Regions from separate parts of the Oryzias latipes genome. Here region 2 is linked to region 1. The links are chromatin contacts, called in public Hi-C maps. All regions are on one chromosome and are shown on one strand. Each heading gives the region's core, a stretch centred on a gene start, on an enhancer-like site or on the middle of the called end of the contact. The rest is flanking DNA. Distances are from core to core; before and after follow the strand shown. Region 1 has its middle 19 kb from the start of dock10. Region 2 overlaps shox2 (short stature homeobox protein 2).

What was found. Hi-C and Micro-C count contacts between places; a contact is called where the count stands out from the background.
Region 2: a Hi-C map of embryo shows a contact between it and region 1, with 1.8 times the contacts expected there. The contact joins two enhancer-like sites.

What each region holds. Positions count from the first base shown.
Region 1 is chr13:15,249,852-15,253,657 of ASM223467v1, reverse strand. No RefSeq gene overlaps it. Among protein-coding and RNA genes, the nearest start is that of dock10, 19 kb to the right of the region's middle. Within about 2 kb of position 1,422, at least 3 of the 8 cell types and tissues checked have an H3K27ac peak or open chromatin away from gene starts, as enhancers often do. A contact at or near this core is called in embryo, where this site is marked.
Region 2 is chr13:15,311,013-15,314,761 of ASM223467v1, reverse strand. It overlaps shox2 (short stature homeobox protein 2), which reads left to right. Exons shown (of 5, transcript XM_023961891.1): 3 at 163-220; 4 at 512-600; 5 at 1,592-3,749. The coding sequence ends at 1,849. Among protein-coding and RNA genes, the nearest start is that of shox2, 6.0 kb to the left of the region's middle. Within about 2 kb of position 2,186, at least 4 of the 8 cell types and tissues checked have an H3K27ac peak or open chromatin away from gene starts, as enhancers often do. A contact at or near this core is called in embryo, where this site is marked.

The sequences.
Region 1 (3,806 bases), core at 173-2,672:
TCCAGAGCGAGCGAGCAAAATATTGAACATTTCACTTTGAGTCGCATCAAAAACCTGAAAAGTTTGGAGAGCGTAATCAATTTGGAAAAGGGTTTTTATTTCACTGCTGAGCAGGAGTCAAGCCTTTGAAAAGTAGACGCTGACATTCTCAAAAAAAAATGGAGGCATACACAGATCCCACGTCTTTGTATTGTTTTGGTCTTTGTTTGTAGAAGGTTTGTAGAGGAGGAGGGAGTTGGCTCCCAGTTTCAACCTCAAGTATTATTCCATACACACACTTTGTTCGGTTTTTAAAAGAAATGTAGAATGCTATTAGATATTATTTTAAGTGGAGGTAGTGATTTCAATGCCAAATGTCAAATCAGATGTAGATGACTGGGAGGGTTTTCCATGCTAATAGGGCAGTTAATATTCTGATGATATGGCTGTGTGTTAATATCTCTGAGAAAGTGTGTGTATATATATATATGTGTGTGTCTTCCTCCATGTAGACACGGGGATGGGGAACCCAAGGGCGGGCAGGCCTGTGTCGGCTCGACTGGAGCGCCTTGCTGTTTTACCGCAGGAAGTAACACAGAAAAGCAGCAGGGATGTTTATGAACGCCTCCGATCCCTGAAGACGTGCAGGCTGACCTGATTATCGCCTGCATGTAATTCCACAGTCGGCAAGGTGCTGCTGCTCCTGGAGGGGTTTGGAAGGTGCGTCTGCGAGTGTGTGCGTGCACTCCATCAGTGGTAGGTATCATTACACATCATTAGAGGGTTTGAGGAGTCTCGAGCTGCTTTAGTTGTGTGTGCAAGTCTGTTTTTGTCAGACGCACTCTAGGAAGATCACTGACAGCGCAGCCCTGAAGATACGCAGACATTAAAACACACACATAAAGAAAAAAGTGGGTATTTATCAGTCAAGCTTGTTTTGTTATTGCATGCATTCTTTTGACATGAGCACTGACTGTGCCCTTTGTAAAAGAGGAAATCAAATAACAGGGCCAACGGGAGCAGAGCTGCAATCCCCTCCAGCATGTACAAACAGAAATAATCCGAAGCTGCTTATATTTAACAATAGTAGAACAACTTTTATACAAAGCTATGCAAAGTTTCAGCAGTCATTTAAAGGTTTGTCTACATTTGTTTTCTTGTGTATTCGGAGATGCCTGGCGTCTTCTCATTTATTTCCCTAGACAGCTATTTGTTAAGTTCTGTTTAGTATTCACTGCCAGGATGTGTCTGGAGTGATTCTGTTGATCAGCTGGTGATTTGTGAGCCGATCCAAGAAAGCCGCAGTTAACTGGTTCAGCATGTTTAAATGTGGAGAGCAGGAAGGAGAGCCAGGCCTCCAGTCAGCCCAGTGACCTAACACTGTGTAGCGAGCGCAGCCACAAGACATCTCTATCAATCACTGGGCACAGCATGTCTAGGCTCAAAAAGAAAACAGAGGAGGCTGATGTACAGCTGGGTGCTGCCATCTTCTGGCCGGGGGGCCACACAAGGCGTGCAAATACATCTCCTTTTTTTTTTTTTTTAATCCACGTTTTAAATCCTCACAAAACCACTAGTAAATGAAAAATGTAACTTTCTCATCAAATGTCCCAGGTGTTTGAAGCCCGTGAATTAATTTCAAGACTTTTTTCCCACCTTCAAACAGAAAACACCTTCAGTATGTGAGTACACTAATTCTTTAATCTTCATCTGGAAAATGGTCCCTGATGAGTGTCTTATGAAAATGTAAATTTCCAATGAAATATATTACTTTAGCCCAGTAAAGACTGTATGTCCTCAGGTGATTGTACAGTAAACAGGGCAGAAGCAGAGAAAAGCTCCTGGCTACCTCTCTCCACCCCGGAGTGAACACATCAAGCTAATGCATGGCGACGCATGGTGAGTTATTGCTCTGAGTACCAGGCCGCTGGTTCTGCTCAGAGCCCTGGTTTGATCTTTTATTTACACTCCTTTTTGCTGAGGATTTCAGAACAATTTTCTCAGCTTTTTACAGTCAACAAACTACAAAGCAAGGCGCCTGTGTCTGGGAGGCATGTTGAATAGAGAAAAAGGCCGCTGCTTTTGCTGCTTGCTTCAGAGAAAAACAACAAAAACAGCTAAATCGGTTCAGCTACTTTGGACTCCATGCTGGCCGAGTAAATGGGCCAAAACGAACGTGACAGCTCTGGAGGGAAAGGTGAGCAAATGGATGGCAAGATGGATCGAAGGAGAGCTGTGAAAGAAGTAACGACACAAAAAGGCTAACAAACTGAAAGACGGCTAGGACCATTACATGGTCAAAGTGTAGGACGTACCCTTCTGACTGCGAGTGCTGTTGCATATTCACTCAAGTGGCTGTCAGAGAAACGAAGCCGGTACCCTAAAACTATTATTCTACCATTATTTTTTGTGCAGGTCACGATTGTGGCATAATGCAATAGCATTCATCTATTTCATTCATTTTAGTTCTTAGAGAGTGACACGCAATTTAATTACCCATCCTGCTCTTTGGCGGTAGGAGCGGGAGCCAGCGCCTCACCCCCTCCCGCAGCTCACTCACTTCTCGTAAAGGATCGAGGGTGCTGAAACAATGATGGATAGAGTCTGAAAAGTGCATTATTTCTGATGCATTTTTGATTATTTCTACCCTTTCCCTTTTTTCAGGTAATGCAATAAGCCTGATCCTCTCTGAGTTCTGTCAGGGACATGGATATAGCAACAGCTTAGCCATCACTTTCTATTGGCAGGAAAGTCATTGTTTCTGAAACAAGGACTTCTTTGTATATTTTTTTATAGCTTCTTTACTCTTTTTCTCCCTTTTTTCAAAATATTTTTTGCCTGTACTTTACTGTCTCTCTTTCTTCGCATCTTTTATGTTTCCGTCTGCTCATCTGTCTCCAGCTTGGAGACATTCTCATTTGGACTGGTGCCTTGAATGCCCCAACAGACTGACAATAGTTCCTCATCGGAAAAATTTCAAAGACCTCTTCAAAGTAAATGAATCAATAAGTGCTCATATGTGGGGTTAAAGCCGAGGTTATCCTGATACCATTTAACTCCAGACCAGACACTCCCTTAGCCTCAATGTAAAAAGCAGAGCCAGTGACTTCTTGTTTGGTAAATAAATTTCAATCTTTAAAATGAAGAATATCAATCTCTCCTAATATGACATAATTATATATATAACTCTCTCTATATATAGATATATATATCTCTCTCTATATATAGAGATATATATATCTCTATATATATACATAAATATATATATTGAGATATAGATAAATAGCCACTGAAAACTGACATTTGCAATCAAACAATGTAAATGTCTTTGTTGTCTCAATGTGCTCCCAGGCAGCATTGATCCAAAGCCCTTAGTGCTACTCTCAACTAAACCAATAGTGAATTCATGTTTCTTTAACAGATAAGAAAACAAAATTTTTACTGCTTTAGATATTACTTTTTCCTCACTGTGTTTACTTTGAGAGGCTGAGGTGCTTAAATATACATTGAGCACCGCTTATACTTGAAGTGACACTAACTATTAATTATAATTCACATTGTGTAGGTGTGCAACGCAGTGTGTAAACATAATAAACATTCTGTAAACTCTCTCTTTACATGTAGCAAAAAAATAACACAATAAAGGATGTAGGTTCCAGTGTGTTTGCCATCAGATCGTTAAAATGCCATGGGAAGTCATCGGTGCAAGTATTAACAGTTCTGTGCGTTTATAACACCTGCTGTCACATGAAAACATGCTTTAAATTAAAAGGAAATGTAGTGCAAAGAACTCAGACAGTGCAATTAAAACTGAACTTTTAATGAAT
Region 2 (3,749 bases), core at 937-3,436, 60 kb before region 1:
TTGTTGTAGACTAAATGTAATAATTAAAATCCGGGGTTAAGCAGCGTCATTAATATTTCAGTGCTCCTCGGGGATATTGTTTTTCTGCGGTTGTTGTCACTACACACGGCCTCACAAGCAGCTGCCAATCAGTGGGTCTCTAATTAATTTCTGTCCCTGCAGGTTTGGTTCCAGAATAGAAGAGCCAAATGTAGAAAGCAGGAGAACCAGTTGCACAAAGGTACCTCCAGCATTTTATTCTATTCTATTCTATTCTATTCTATTCTATTCTATTCTATTCTATTCTATTCTATTCTATTCTATTCTATTGCACCCAACCTGCTTGTGCGCTACTGTGCGTGCGCAAAATTTCCAGCTAAATGATGCTTACATTTTCCAATTGGAATTAATTTGGTGGATTCTTTAATTAAATTTTCACAAGGAATGATCGGTCTTCCAGTTTGTTTCATGTTATGGTGAATATTTCTCCTAAAACTAAGACGGAACGTTCCCCCCTTGCATGTCACTGCAGGAGTCCTGATTGGAGCAGCGAATCAGTTTGAAGCTTGTCGTGTAGCACCATATGTCAACGTCGGGGCTTTACGGATGCCATTCCAACAGGCAAGTTACTTTAAATGGTTTCATCTTGAAAACCAGACTGGTCTCCATAGCTTCTATATGCCCACTACGCTCTATATCCCCTCTACCCCCACCATCGCCTGTGCGCAACTGTTGTTTTGGCCTTGGCACAGGTTATGGCCCAAGTGCTGCAGAAACTCACTGTATAACTTGAGGGGAAATAAACTCATTACAGACATTTTTATGGGATAAAGGGATATAATTTTGCATGAGTGGAAAGTTTATTGTAAGTCCCAAAAGGTATAAAATTGGTTTTGTGGCGCAAAGCTCCAAGGTGTTGTTTCGGTTTCATAATAAACAGCAGACTGCGGAGGTCAGTAAAAGTATGGACAGAACGGCATTCATGGTTCTTCAACTGCTTGCAGCAGCCTTCCCTTTGGATGGAAGACTTGCTGTACAAAAAAGCTACGGTTTATGCTTAGACTCTAGAAATGAAACACATGTCGCCCTTAATACTTAATAGTAATATTTTTTTAAGTGAACATAATATTCACAGGAAGCTTTGCACCAACTTGCTTTAAACCAAATAGCTTAAACAGAATACATTCAACAAAAAGTACATTAAAAGAACAACATCTGCTTAAAAATGAATAAAATAGTCTCTGGAATGCACAGCATTACAGTAAGTGTGTACTTTATTAACTTTTAATGATAAAACCACTCCAATTTTTCTACAGTTCTATGTTTTTCCTTATTTTTAGTTTGCATTTTTCTCCCAAATCATTGCATATTGATGCTTGTGTATGAGTGGGGGTTTCACTAAAGAGAAACAGCCTCTCTAAGGCGACCCTTGTGCGTCATGCTCATGAACATCATCATCATTGTATGGATGAAAGATGCAGTCTCTTTAGTAAAAAATGATCCTTCAAGCAACCCACTGCAAAGTTAACGCATGTTCTCCCCCTTCTCTTCCCCATCCGTGCGTCCCGTCCCGTAGGATAGTCATTGCAACGTGCCGCCCTTCTCCTTTCAGGTGCAGGCGCAGCTGCAACTGGACAGCGCCGTGGCCCACGCGCAGCACCACCTGCACTCGCACCTGGCTGCGCATGCGCCCTACATGATGTTCCCCGCGCCACCGTTCGGACTCCCGCTGGCCACGCTTGCGGCGGAGTCCGCCTCCGCCGCCTCCGTGGTCGCCGCCGCCGCGGCAGCCAAAAACACCAGCAAGAACTCCAGCATCGCCGACCTGAGACTGAAGGCCAAAAAGCACACGGCCGCTTTGGGACTGTGACGCCATGGAGACGCCAGGACACGAGGCGTGGACACCGTCCGGCACTGAACAAAAACCCTCACAAAGTGGACCCCCCCCCCAACAAATATTCCTGGGACAAACTGAAAAAAAATCCGTTAGCCATGGACGTATTAATTTATGCTTTGTAAATGAAGGAGGAGGAGAATAAAGAATAAATATAGGCTATTTATGAAATAGAGAGGACAATGACAAAAATAGCCTCCATTTTTTTTATTTCAAGCCAAAAAGAGTGGCTTCATGCACCAGGAGGAGCCTGCTCTGCAGACACATGGCTGAAGAGGCCGGTGGGACACCCTGAGGAGGCGCATGAAGGAGGAGGAGGAGGAGGAGGAAGCAGCTGGCACGGTCGATACTTTGTCAAACAAAGCGAACCACTCTGCAGTTGTACTGTTCGTGTTCGGTTTTAACGTGATATTATTGTTGCTCTGATTCTACTTCGTTCATAAAGAGGCTGGCCTCATCATATTTCAAAAAACAAACAAAAAAACTTTCTCTGCAAAAGGACGGAGAGGGAAACCTTTGGCAAATAAAAAGACAACTTAGGAGTTGTTCCTTCTTCTGTTTCATGTCCAGTTTGGAGGAAAGAAAAAAAAAAACAATGCCTCTGCGGTGTTTGCATGAGTTTGTGAGCCACCTTTCCCCCCGTTTGGTCCCGTCTCCTCTGTCCTTTTAACGCGTGAATGTTGGGGCCTGCGTGACCTTCTCCTTGGACCTTTTTGGCCAACAGACGTGAGGTTGTGAGACACGCACAGGCTTTGTTAAACGTGACCATACTTCCATTCATATTAACAAACTGATGTCCTTTTGAAGGAGTCACAGCCAACAACAACAACACTTAGGGGAGTTAGGTTTACGCAAACCGGTACGGGCACCTGTAAGATATGTTAATACACAAGAAACATGCATTATTTTTTATTATTTAGTGGCTTTATGAATGCCTTGTGGGAAATTTGATCCTTTTTTAAAAACTTTGTTTCTGTGTAATAAATTCACGTGCTTAGCCGATGTAATTTTGATGTTTTTTTAAAATAAAAATCTCACCTGAGGCAGGGGTTTCTTAAAAAAAAAGAAAGAGTATTCATGAAATTGTTTTACTTTTTTCCATAACATGTGAGACGTGAATTAACGAAATGTCTTTCGTTCTCATAATAAATCAACTAAAGTTTCTTAAATGAGTTGACTTTTTTATTTTTTTAACAATTCAATCGTTTTTTTAACAAATTATTATTACTATTATTATGATTATTTTTATTATTAGTGTTGTTGTCGTTATACCACCGAGAGGAACTGATCTTAAATAATTCATGACTTTAGCTGGAGCTCTTTTGATAACGTCACTGTTGTGACAGGCCCGTTTAGTCGCGAACATTGCTGTCTGTTGCTGCGCCAAAAACCGATGCATTATTCATTGTTCGGTTTGGAGGGCTTGTACTTGAGGGCTGATCATTTCTAATACCAACTAAACGGCCAGATAAAGGACAAATCTACCGGATGAATTAAAAAATATCCACTTTTGAAACATTCAAAAATATATTCTTTGGACAAAAAGTTTTTTAAAAATCGTTTTTAAGGCTTTTCATTATTTTTTAACAAATGTTACAGAAAATACGATTCAAAACTAACAACAGTAAACTCATAATTAGTTTAAAAACACATGTATTTAGTTAACATTAATTATAGCCCTTAAACAAATACATTTAGCACATTTTAAATAGATAATGTCAATAATTCTGAATACAAAAGTGCTCTGATTTTGATGTAATACTTTTTGCTTTTTTTTATTTTCGAAAAGTGGATGATATGAAATATATGTAAAGTTTATCACCACTAATACAATGAATGTTTTTACCTGCATCTAAAAATGATCTAATTCGCTTCC